Regions from separate parts of the Sus scrofa genome. Here region 2 is linked to region 1. The links are chromatin contacts, called in public HiChIP or PLAC-seq maps. All regions are on one chromosome and are shown on one strand. The core of a region is the stretch at or near the end of the contact, and the rest is flanking DNA. Distances in the headings are between cores, read along the strand shown.

Evidence for each region. HiChIP or PLAC-seq counts read pairs in DNA pulled down with a chosen protein or histone mark.
Region 2: an H3K27ac HiChIP or PLAC-seq map of alveolar macrophages shows a contact between it and region 1. The contact joins two enhancer-like sites.

The regions. Positions count from the first base shown.
Region 1 is chr6:108,435,837-108,441,693 of Sscrofa11.1, forward strand. It overlaps NPC1 (NPC intracellular cholesterol transporter 1), which reads right to left. Exons shown (of 26, transcript NM_214322.1): 2 at 2,324-2,446; 3 at 1,309-1,415. Among named protein-coding and RNA genes, the nearest start is that of NPC1, 12 kb to the right of the region's middle. Within about 2 kb of position 3,120, at least 37 of the 83 cell types and tissues checked have an H3K27ac peak or open chromatin away from gene starts, as enhancers often do. A contact at or near this core is called in alveolar macrophages, where this site is marked.
Region 2 is chr6:108,957,461-108,963,317 of Sscrofa11.1, forward strand. It overlaps TTC39C (tetratricopeptide repeat protein 39C), which reads left to right. Exons shown (of 14, transcript XM_021096193.1): 11 at 2,880-2,977; 12 at 5,381-5,485. Among named protein-coding and RNA genes, the nearest start is that of CABYR, 11 kb to the right of the region's middle. Within about 2 kb of position 2,806, at least 3 of the 83 cell types and tissues checked have an H3K27ac peak or open chromatin away from gene starts, as enhancers often do. A contact at or near this core is called in alveolar macrophages, where this site is marked.

The DNA of each region.
Region 1 (5,857 bases), core at 1,870-4,369:
GGAACAGCTTTCTACCACTTTTCATAATCTACAAACCTCTTTCCATGTTACTCCATTTAATCTCCACAATCATCAATTCTGACAGCTGCATAATATTCCATATTAGCAGCTCACTGTTTGCTATTATAAATAAAGTTTTGGTACCTCTGACAACATGAGGAAAACTTGGTTATCTTTTTGATGTTTACACCCATAAGGCCTCACGCAGAGCAGGTGCTAAATAAATGTATTTTGGCTGAATGACAGCTTGCATCTGGCTCCAGGAACACCCACTAGACTTCCTTCCACAAGATACGCTGGTCTGAACAGAGTCTCAACTTTTTTTTTTCCTTCTTTTTAGGGCCTCACCTGCAGCATATGGAAGTTCCTAGGCCAGGGGTCCAATGAGAGCTGCAGCTGGCCACAGCCATAGCAACTCGGGATCCAAGCCGAGTTTGCAACCTACACCACAGCTTGCAGCAATGTCAGATCCTTAGCCCATTGAGTGAGGCCAGGGATTGAACCCATATCCTCATGGATACTAGTCAGGTTCTTAACCCACTGAGCCACAATGGGAACTCCTCCAAGTCTTAACTTCTTGATTATTATATTGTATGGTTGTCCTGGGAGAACAATTTAGGGATGGAGCAAGGTTTCCTCAGTGGACACTGACTTGTGGCTTATCACCTGCAGTGACACCTGCACAAAGAAGCATATGTCCTTCCCATTCACCTTTATCAGGGGGCCGACGTGCTATTTAAAAGCATGTTACAATGTACTGCTCTAAAGACCACACCAGCCGCTTTTTTGCACATCTGATAACTGCTGGGTAAGCTTAGAGAACGTCTATCACACAACCCTTTTCGCTGCCCTGGACACAGAACAGACTGGACAGCAAACCAACGTTGACAAAACCAGCCGACTATGCCAGAACAAGAGCAGTCATCAAAGGCCAGCTTGACTGAGGTCTGGGTCACTGCAGCAAGAGAGAACCATGTACAAAGCAGGGGCGATGAGGGAGTGATGCAGAGTTGGGCATGGGTGAGGGTCTCAGGTCGAAGGCCTGGGCAGGACCATCAGGAACCTCTTCTCCCCACAGAGTCTGAAGGGGCCCAGGGCACAGCGCAGGCTCCTCTGGGGTGAAGATGACGCAGAGGGAAACCAAGGAGCGACTCTCAATGTAGCTAGAAAGAGAGCTGAGTCTGATAAGTATTACTTTATCACAAGTTCCTCTTTATTTCTGAGATGTCACAAGATGGCTTTCTTGAAATAAGACAAAAACTAAGCTTTTGAAAGCCCCCTTGTTGGTATGCCTGGTGCTCAGCCTACCTGGACAGGAACTGCAGAGGCAGCTGCAGGTTGTCCTTCAGGGTCCGCAGCTGCTGAACATCACAGCAAAGACTGACATTGCCGAAGAAGAAGCCCGGACAGAGTTCCTTTTGGGTGAGAAGCTCGGTTAAATAAGGACAGACAAGGCTCAGTGAGGTAAGATCGTTTTATTCATATCTTCCTCTCTAGGTACACGAGGGTGAGACACCTGTTTGCAAAGGTCTTGCAGAATTCTTTTAAATTTACAGTTAATAACTAGGGATTCACGAAAGGAGAGCGGGTAGAGACATGTCAAATTTTCTTCTAATTGGAAAGCTCACGCTCTTCCCCTGGTAACCCTTTTAGTTCTTTTTAGGTTTTTCTGGTCAAGTTTCTCCAGAATGCTATTTACCCTATCTGTGAGTCACTCCAGGGAAAGTCGAACGCCTCTGATAATTCTGATGAAAGGAGCAAGTCCATCCAGGAGACCTCGCTACTGCCTCGACTGGATTTTAAATTGCTTCCTCCTCCAACACCAGTCTTTTAACCTAAATTTTCCAGTTCTTTTCTAATATCTCTGTGTATTAGAGATGGTAAGACAACAGGAAACAGATTCCTGGCAGCAGCCAAGTTCACAGGCTCTTGGTGGAAAACAGAGGAATCCCTAACGTGAATGGAGGATGAAGGACTCATAGCCACTTAGCAGCCTTGTCCATCCAGGTCCTCAAATCGAGGAACAGAAAGAGCTAACTTTGAATGTACTTTGAAGAAGCTGCAGAGAGTAACATTTGAGGCACCAAAAGCAGCCCCTAAATAGTAACCTGCTATTGAGAAACTCAATGACCGAGGTGTAGGCAATCCCAGAAAAATTAAGCCTCTGGAGTTATGTTATCTTCTCGGAGCTACAGACAAAGACTTTGGGATAAGAGAAGCCTACTCATTTCATCTCTGCCCCCGTTCTATGATACTATTTAAGTATAACTTCGAGGATATCTGATGAGCATTGTGTGTTCAATGCCCAGGACAATGAACTCACCTGCACTAGGTCATAGCCGTCCTCTGGCAGTGGTTTTGGTGGCCCAGAGTATCTGCAATTGTACCTCTTATCTCCATATGCGATTCCACACTCTCCATACCAAACACAGGACTGTGAAAATACCTACAAAAGTCAACACAAAATTTGGGTCATTAGTGTCTTCAAAGGCACCCGCTCAAGCACCATTTCCAGACGCTCACAATGTTACCTGCAAAGCAAAGTAGCAGTAAGGGGCAATGGGTAGCTTAATATTTTGAAAAATATTAATTCAAGTAGACCCAAAGCCCAAAATGGATCTGTCAGGTCAGTCAGTGAAGGAGGTAGAAATTCCTTATTTACGTGATTTCTACTTCCTGCTAGTTTATTTGTTAAGAAGAGGAAGCTACAGTTTCATGTAAGAGTCACTAAGAATCAGTGCAGGAAATAGAAAGCAAGATAGTTCGGGGTTTGCGACTACTAAGGCACTATGTTTGCTTATCTGCCTAAGGAACTGTGCCAGGTCTAGGTAATTAAGGAACATTTCCATATCTATTTAGGTTAATTAACATCAGCACACCGTAACTTGAAGAAAAAACCGTAAGTAAGGAGGAGGAGCAAAAATGAGTATCTTGTCCTTGAGATGTGAGTAAAAAGAAAAGGGCCCACTTTGAGGAAAACCATCTCAGAATCTTAAAAGAAAAATGTAAAGCCTCTTGTGCAAAGATTTCTCAAGAGCCACTGCTAGTCCCCCGTGAGAGTCACACGGCTGTCAGAAAATTCAGAAGGGAGGAGGGTGCGGCAGTGTGACTCAGCCCGTCGGCAAGGCCACTGAGCTCCGCCAAGCTGGCCAGGGTCATGGCCAGCATGACCTTGCAATCAGCAGTCCTAGGGAAACTGTGGCTGTCGGGAAGCCTGCATGGCTCCCAAGACACCTCGTGGAAAAGCCATCAAAAAAAAAAAAAAAACAAAAAAAAAAAACCAAAACCGGAGTAGAAGCAAGAGAATGAATTCTCTCCAGGGGCAGTGCACATGACCCATACAGTGCAAGGCGCTAAGCCAGGCTGCCCTGGTCCCTGGTGTCGAGATAACAAATCCCACGGCAGGCCCCGAAGCCCTGAAAACGTGGAAGGGACAACAGGCGGGAGGTTGAGAGGTGTGGTGGGAAATCTCAGGGTCCCTATGACTTGGCTCTGAATTTATTCTTCAGATAGTTTAAAACAGAACATGATGATACCCCACTCTTGATTCATTAAGTCATATGTTTAGGCCGAAAGGAAGGGAGATTATACAAATGAGGAAGCGAAAATTGTTAAGCAACGCCACATCCCAAACCTATGGCAAGATGTTGCAAAATTCTACCATTTTTCTATCAAAAGGATTATAGTAATTTCCATAAATCTAGTGATTCTAGGGAAAGGACTGCTCTGGGTTTCCCACTAAAAGGTCATTATCCATCTGCCAAAGTTTGAAAAGGCAAATAAGCTAACTCAGCAGGGGTGACAACTGCTGGTATTGACCTGCAATTCACATACCAGGGCCCCCTCCCCTGAGCTCCCCCTCATAGAATTCTCAACGGACCAACAGGGCGGGCAGATCTGGGTCAGGGGGCATCTGCCATGTCACCCATAGGAGTGGCAGGGACCCAGTCAAAAAACCGACTGGAGTTCCTCTCATGGCTCAGTGGTTAATGAACCCGACTAGTATCCATGTGGACACAATTTCGACCCCTGGCCTCGCTCAGTGGGTTAAGGATCCTGTGTGGCTGTGGCTGTGGTGTAGGCCGGCAGCTGCAGCTCCGATTGGACCCCTAGCCTAGGAACTTCCATATGCCGCAGGTGGGGGCCTAAAAAGACAAAAGACAAAAAACCACCCCACCCACCCCCAAAAAACCACCACGACTCTGGCGTGACTAACAGGATGGGTGTCTGGAGTCTAGGTTCCCCTTCTCAGCACTGAGTGCTCTCTGGGAAAATATGGATGACCCAAAGTTGTTTGATTCCTACCCACAAGCCCATCCTTTACAGTCTACACCATCTGTTTCATAGCAGTGTTGTTTCTATCCACCAAGGAGAAGAGATGGGGCTGGGGGCGGGGGAGGGAAGGAGAGGAGGGAGGTCAGGAGTCCTGGGTTCTGAGCCTCCATACATGTTGAGCCTAGGTGCACCTGGAGCAGGTAACCAAGCCAAGGGCATGGGAGCCTCCCACCTATGAACTGCATGCATAATCTCCACTTATGGCACAGTTGTGGTGTGAAGACTAAATGTGGGAATAAACAAGGAAGTGCTTAGGAAACTAGAAAGCACCACCTATCAAACGTAAGGAATCTGGGGTTCCTGTTGTGGCTCAGTGGTTAACGAACCTGACTAGGAAGCATGAAGTTGTGGGTTCAATCCCTGGCCTCACTCAGTGGGTTAAGGATCTGGCTTTGCCATGTGCTGTGGTGTAGGTCGAAGATGTGGCTCGGATTTCGAGTTGCTGTGGCTCTGGTGTAGGCCAGCAGCTGTAGCTCAGATAAGACCCCTAGCCTGGGAACCTGCCGTGGGTGTGGCCCTAAAAAGACAAAAAAAAAAAAAAAAAAAAAAAAAAAAAGTAAGGAATCTTTTGGTGTAGGCTGCAGAATGTGGCTCGGATCTGGCATTGCTGTGGCTGTGGGGTAGGCCGGCAGCAGTAGCCACAATTAAACCCCTAGCCTGGGAACCTCCATATGCCGAGGGTACAACCCTAAAAAGCAAACAAAACAAACCAGTAAGAAAATTTTTTTTTTTTACACTGCACCTAAGGCATATGGAAGTTCCTAGGCTTGGGGTTGAATCAGAACTGCAGCTGAAGCCTACACCACAGCCACACCAGATCCTTAACCCACTGAGGCTAGAGATTGAACTTGTATCCTCACAGATACTACGTTGGGTCCTTAACCCACTGAGCCACAACGGGAACTTCAAAGGAATCATTCTTAATGTCTTCCAACTATTTGGGACCTCAGCAAAGAGGTTCCAAAAACCTGAAGAAAACACCTGAGGTTTCTTTGGGGCCAAGAAAAAACTGGGCTTGACTCACGGCTCTTACGTCTGCTTCCCCAAATCATCTTCCTAAAGAAGCAGGAACCATTGGGACCCTAAGGTACTCACGGAGCACATGCTGTGTGCAGCATTGTTTTAACTGCTTTCATACATTAACCCAATGAATCCTGACAAGTGGATAAAGGAGGTGCCACTATTGTGCCCTTTTTACAGATGAGGAAATGGAGGCACAGAGAGGCTAAAAAACTTGTCTGAGAGTGGCAGAGCCAGGATTCAAAGAACATTCTAGTTCTAGAAATAAACCCTCAATAAAATAGAATCACCCCCCAATTTAAGTCCTCACTCTAGCATCACCCCCCGCCCCCACGTGTAGGTGTGCGCACACACTGTGAACTCTCTTATGGTTGTACCGATAGGGGAGGCCTCTTTCCTACCTCGAATCTCTCTCTTCAGCTCCCCTCCCCTCCCCTCCAGAGGACTCCTTACACTACACGAGGGTCACTCCTCAGTGGACACTGACTGAGCGAGCCATGCT
Region 2 (5,857 bases), core at 1,556-4,055, 520 kb after region 1:
TTGTTTTTAATGCACAATTGGGTGGTCGTGTGTTTAGAGAGAATTAAAACACTCATGCAGATATCAAATAATACTTGGCAGGTACAAGAATGATTATCACTCAATGTAACTAAATATTCTCTGAATGCCTTTCCAAGTATCAAACAAGAAAGATGTCTTGGAAAGGGAGGCAGTGTCGCAGGAACATGAGATAATTCTCTAATCTTTTTGATGACAGTCCATTTCAGAGAGCTGTTAATTAGATTATCTCATTCCCCAGTAGTGATCCAAATTGATTCAATTGTGTGAAAAACAGTGAAGATCTTTATAAAGAAATAGTTAAGTTCTAGGGGGAAAAAAAAAAAACCTGCTAGCAGGTGATAGAGGGCTGTGTGCATTATCACGCTCTTCCCCCAGGCCCTCAGTCCCTGTCTGTGACTCCCACTCCCTTCATCAGCAGAGCGGTTGGATTCTTACATCTTGTCCCGTGGTTTCACTCATGCCCTTCCCTCACTTACCAGCCCCTCTCCTCTGCTTACTCTATATTCTTAGCACAGCAGTCAGAATGATTAAAACCTAAGTGTGTGTTGTTGCACCTCTAAGACCTGTGGTCTCATCTCATTCACAGTAAAGGCCCAGGTCCATCAAATGGCGTGTTGTCGGCACACATGCCCCACTGCTGATGCTGCTCACACCCTTCCCCTGCCCACCAGACTCCAGCCACACTCCTCCTTCCTGAGCCTGAGCATACCAGGCCTCAGTGCCTTTGCACTTGCCCTTCTCTCCTGCAAAAACTCTTCCCATCCCACCAACATTGACATGGCTCCTTTACTCATTTTCTTCAGGCTGTCCTTTATACACCTCTGACTTTTTCAGTGGGGCTTAACCTATACCATTCCTCTTTTTTTTTTTTTTTTTTTTTAGGGCCACACCCACAGCATATGGAAATTCCCAAACTAGGGGTTGAATCGGAGCTGTAGCTGCAGGCCTACACCACAGCTGCAGCAATGCAGGAACTGAGCCATGTCCACAACCTATACCACAGCTCACGGTAACTCCAGATCCTTAACCCACTGAGCAAGGCCAAGGCTAGGGATCGAACCCACATCCTCGTGGGTACTAGTCGGGTTCTTTACCACTGAGCCACAATGGGAACTCCAACCTGTACCTTTCTAACCGCCCCCTTTCTAGCTTTATTTTTTATCTCAGCATGTATACTTCTTTAACATACTTATTTTATCTGTTTGTCTTTTGTGTCATCTGTTCCCTCCACAAAACTTTAGTTTCCTAAGGGCAGGAATTTTTTTTCTGTGTGGTCACTGCTGGCACATAGTAAATACTCAGTACATATTGAGTGAATGGGTAGAATGAATGAAGAGTGAATGAGTGAATGAAGGGGTGAATGAACTGCATTCCCCCAACACTACTGCTACCATAAGATTTTTTGGGTTCTTTTTTTGTGGAGATATTTACAGCCTATTTTTTTGAGACACCTCTTGCTTCTGTAGGTTTAGATTCACATTTACCTCTTTGCCACTCTATCCAGCTCTTCTGGTTACTTCCAAAACTTCTTCTGGAACCTTGAGATACACACACACACGTATGTCCACACACACACACACACACACACACACACACACGTATGTCCATACATTTATATGTAATATGTGTGTGTGTGTATGTGTATGTTTTTATCAAACCGTATCAAATCTCAATGTCTTTATTGGTGCATAGAAATAATTACTAGTTTTCCTCCTCTATTAGCTCCACTATGTTTCCGATTTCTACCTTTTTCATTTCCTTGGAAAACTTCCATGTTACCCTCCAACATGTGTGCCCATCCTCCACAGTAGATGGAATCTTCTTGAAGTAGGGGGATCACGCCCCTTCTCGGAGACTGGTGCAGTGTCTCCTACAAGACATGTGAGGGTGTTTACTGCCTAGTTTTTTAAACTAATATGATGCAATTTAAGAGATATTGATAGACTTTGTCTTTTTATTTTTTAGTATTTTAGAGCCACACCCATGGAACATGGAAGTTCCCAGGCTAGGGAAACAAATTGGAGCTACAGCTGCCGGCCTACACCACAGCCACAGCAACACGGGATCCAAGCTGAGTCTGCAACCCACAACACAGCTCAGGGCAATGCTGGATCCCCGACCCACTGAGTGAGGCCAGGGATCCAACCCGCATCCTAATGGATATTAGTCGAATTCATTTCTGCTGAGCCTTAATGGGAACTCCAGATAGACATTATTTTTGAGAGCAGTTTTAGATTCACAGCCAAATTGAGCAGAAAGTACGGAGTGGTTCCCATATACCCCAGACCCTCCCAACCCTCACCTGTACACACACAGACTCCCCAACCACTAATGTCCCCCACTGTGGGTCATTTGTTAACAGCTGATGAACCAACACTGACACATTGTTATCACTCAGAGTCCACCATTTGCATTAGAGTTGATGCTTTTTTGGTACATTCTGTGGGATTTGATGAATGAAGTAATGACACATATGCACTTTTACAGACGAAATGATACAGAATTGTTTCACTTCCCTGAATGTACCTGCGCCCTACCTCTGGCAACCCACCACAGTTTTGCCTTTTCCAGAATGTCACATAGTTGTAATTGTACAGTATGGAGCCAATTGCAAATTTTCTTCTTTGACTTAGTAGCAGTAGATTCAGTTTTGAGACTTCTTGGCACTATGAAGTTCAATATCTTTGCCTTTCCATGACTAAGGATACTCATTAAGTAGTAGGAAGGGGAACCTTCTCAGTTTCAGGGGGCAGAATTATGCACTGAGTAAGTTGCTAACCAATGAAATAGTTAACTCAATGATATTTACGGAATTAAGTGAATGTATTTCCTTCTTGCTGCTTTCACTTCTCTTTAAGCTTGCCATGAAGTGGATGACTCATCTGTCGTCGGATTAAAGTATTTGCTTCTTGGTGCCATACACAAATGTCTGGGGAACTCAGAAGATGCTGTTCAGGTAAATGGTTAATGTGTAGTCATGGCTAAGGACCCCAAACTGTGAAAGCCTGCATATGTGCTTGTGAAAAAGAAAAAGGAAAAAGTGTTACACAAACCGATCTCCCCCCACTGCATTGTGAGTTTCATCCACTTTATTTGATTAAAGTGCTGGAAGTTTAAGATGCTGGAAGTTAATGATGGTTCACATTAATTTTGTTTGTTTGTTTGTTTGTTTTAGGGCCACATCCGCGGCATGTGGAGGTTCCCAGGCTAGGGGTCTAATCGGAGCTGTTGCTGCCGGCCTACGCCACAACCACAACAATGCCAGATCCGAGCCGCGTCTTTGACCTACACCACAGCTCATAGCAATGCTGGATCCTTAACCCACCAAGCGAGGCCAGGGATCAAACCTGCAACCCCATCATTCCTAGTCAGATTCTTTTCTGCTTTGCCACAATGGGAACTCCTGGTTCACATTAATTTTTTAAAACATTTTTAAATGAAAGGATAGTTGATTTACAATGTTTCTTAAATTTTCTGTTGTACAGCAAAGTGACCCAATCACACACAGTTCCCTGTGCTATGATAGGGCCCCATTGCCCATCCATTCCAAATATTATAGTTTGTATCCAAAAACCCCCAAGTGCCTGTCCATCCCACCCTTTCTCCCCTCCCCTGTTAAGAACCACAAATCTGCTCTCCTTGGCCATGATCTGTTTCTATTTTGCAGATGGGAACATCTTGCGATATTTTATTTTTATTTTATATTTTTTTGTCTTTTAAGAGCCGCACCCAACGGCATATATGGAGGTTCCCAGGATAGGGGTCCAATTGGAACTGTAGCCACCGGCCTACACCACAGCCACAGCAACTCGGGACTCAACCTGTGTCTACGACCTACTCTACAGCTCACAGCATCCTTAACCCACTGAGCGAGGCCAGGGATCAAACCCACATCCTCATGGATGCTAGTCAGGCTCATTAACCTCTGAGCCACGACGGGAACTCCTGTGCAATATTTTAGATTACACAAACAAGTGATGTCATATGGTAGTGTTCTTTCTGGCTTCACTTAGTATGAGAATCTCTATTTCCATTTATGTTGTTTCAAATGGCATTAGTTTATCTTTTTTATGGCTGAGCCATTGTATATATGTACCATGTCTTCTTAAACCATTCGTCTCTCAATGGACATTTAGGTTGTTCCCATGTCTTGGCTATTGTGAATAGTGCTGCACTAAACATAGGGGTGCATGTATCTTTTTCAATGAAAGTTTTGTCCAGATATATGCCCAGGAGTGGGATTGCTGGATCATATGGTAGTTCTATATTTAGTTTTTTGGGGTACCTCCATATGGTTTTCCATAGTGGTTATAGTAATTTACATTCCCACCAAGAGTACAAAAGGGTACCCTTTTCTCCACATTTGTTATTTGTTGACTTGTTAATGATGGCCATTCTGACTGGTGTGAGGTGGTACCTCATTGTAGTTTTGATTTGCATTTCTCTAATAATTAGTGGTGTTGAGCATTTTCTCATGTGTCTATTGGCCATCCATATATCTTCTTTGGAGAATTGTCTATTTAAGTCTTCTGCCCATTTTTTGATTGGGTCGTTTGTAACTTCAGAGCCTTGGAATCCTTTGCATATGGGCTTCTTTCCTGGAACTAGCTATTTATCAAAGATGACAGTCTCAGTTGGAGAAGGAGGAAAGAAGAGTCAGACAGTGTTGGTTTAGGATATTCTTGGTACATGTTATATGAAAAAGAACCATTCAATATTTTCAAATGTAGTTAGAGGGGTTTTTCTGAGTTTCTTTGGTTGGATTTTTTTGGGTGTATATCCCAGTGTTATTTTGGTTACTTTTTGAAAAAGTTCATGTACTGTAGTAGGAGACTTGGGCTTTTAAATCCTAAAATGTTGATATAATGGTATTATAATTTTAAATGAATCTTCACTGTGGGGTGTAGTAGTTATTACATAGCTCTTAATAGCTTGTAGACCGTATGCTCTAGTATTGGTAAGATACAGTCAAGACACCTGTCAGGAGATGGTTCTTGGCTTGTGCACTTTCTGTCTTAAATATTAAAATGGGGTGTTCAGACTTGGAGATGCAGATAAAGATGTTCTTCACAATAAAAATCAGTAGAGGCTGGTGGGTCAGCGAGGAAAATGAGTAGCACAAGTTGAACGGACTGATGGGTATCATACGTGCCAGACAAGCATATGTAACAGACTCCAAGATAAGGATGAGGGTGAATGGGTAGGAACAAAGATGCAGAAAATGAGACAGTCTGGTACAGAAATAAGGCAAGTCCCCCTCTCTGTCTCCTGTGATGTGATGAGACTTAAGTAAGAGAATGAACCTAAGTAGGGAAATGGATTAATTCCAGTCACATTTGTAACATTTTATTACTTTCAGTTCTTTCAGCGAGCTGTTAAAGATGAGTTGTGTCGTCAGAATAACTTATATATTCAGCCATATGCTTGCTATGAACTTGGCTGCCTTCTGTTAGACAAACCAGAGGTAAGATCTTAATCTGTTTTCTTAAATAAATGTTCATCAGCAAAAATGTGCAAGTGAGCAGACACAAAATATCCTTCATCTAAAATAAGCTGATTAAGCATAGTGGCTTTTTGGTTTGTTTTCCTTTGTTTCATATGAGATAAATCCAAGACACTACTAATCATACAGTGTTTAGGGAAGTAATCTATTCCTGCTAATTAGAATGATAACTATAACTTTTGGGGCAAAAATTTATTATTTGAAGCAAAATCATTGCCTTTTTTAGAATGGTCTGATAGGATATAATGTGGTTAATTCAGAAGAATACAGAATTGCATTATAATTCTAGTTCTGCCACTTATTTTTAGTGTATAATGCTGGTTAAGTTTCTCA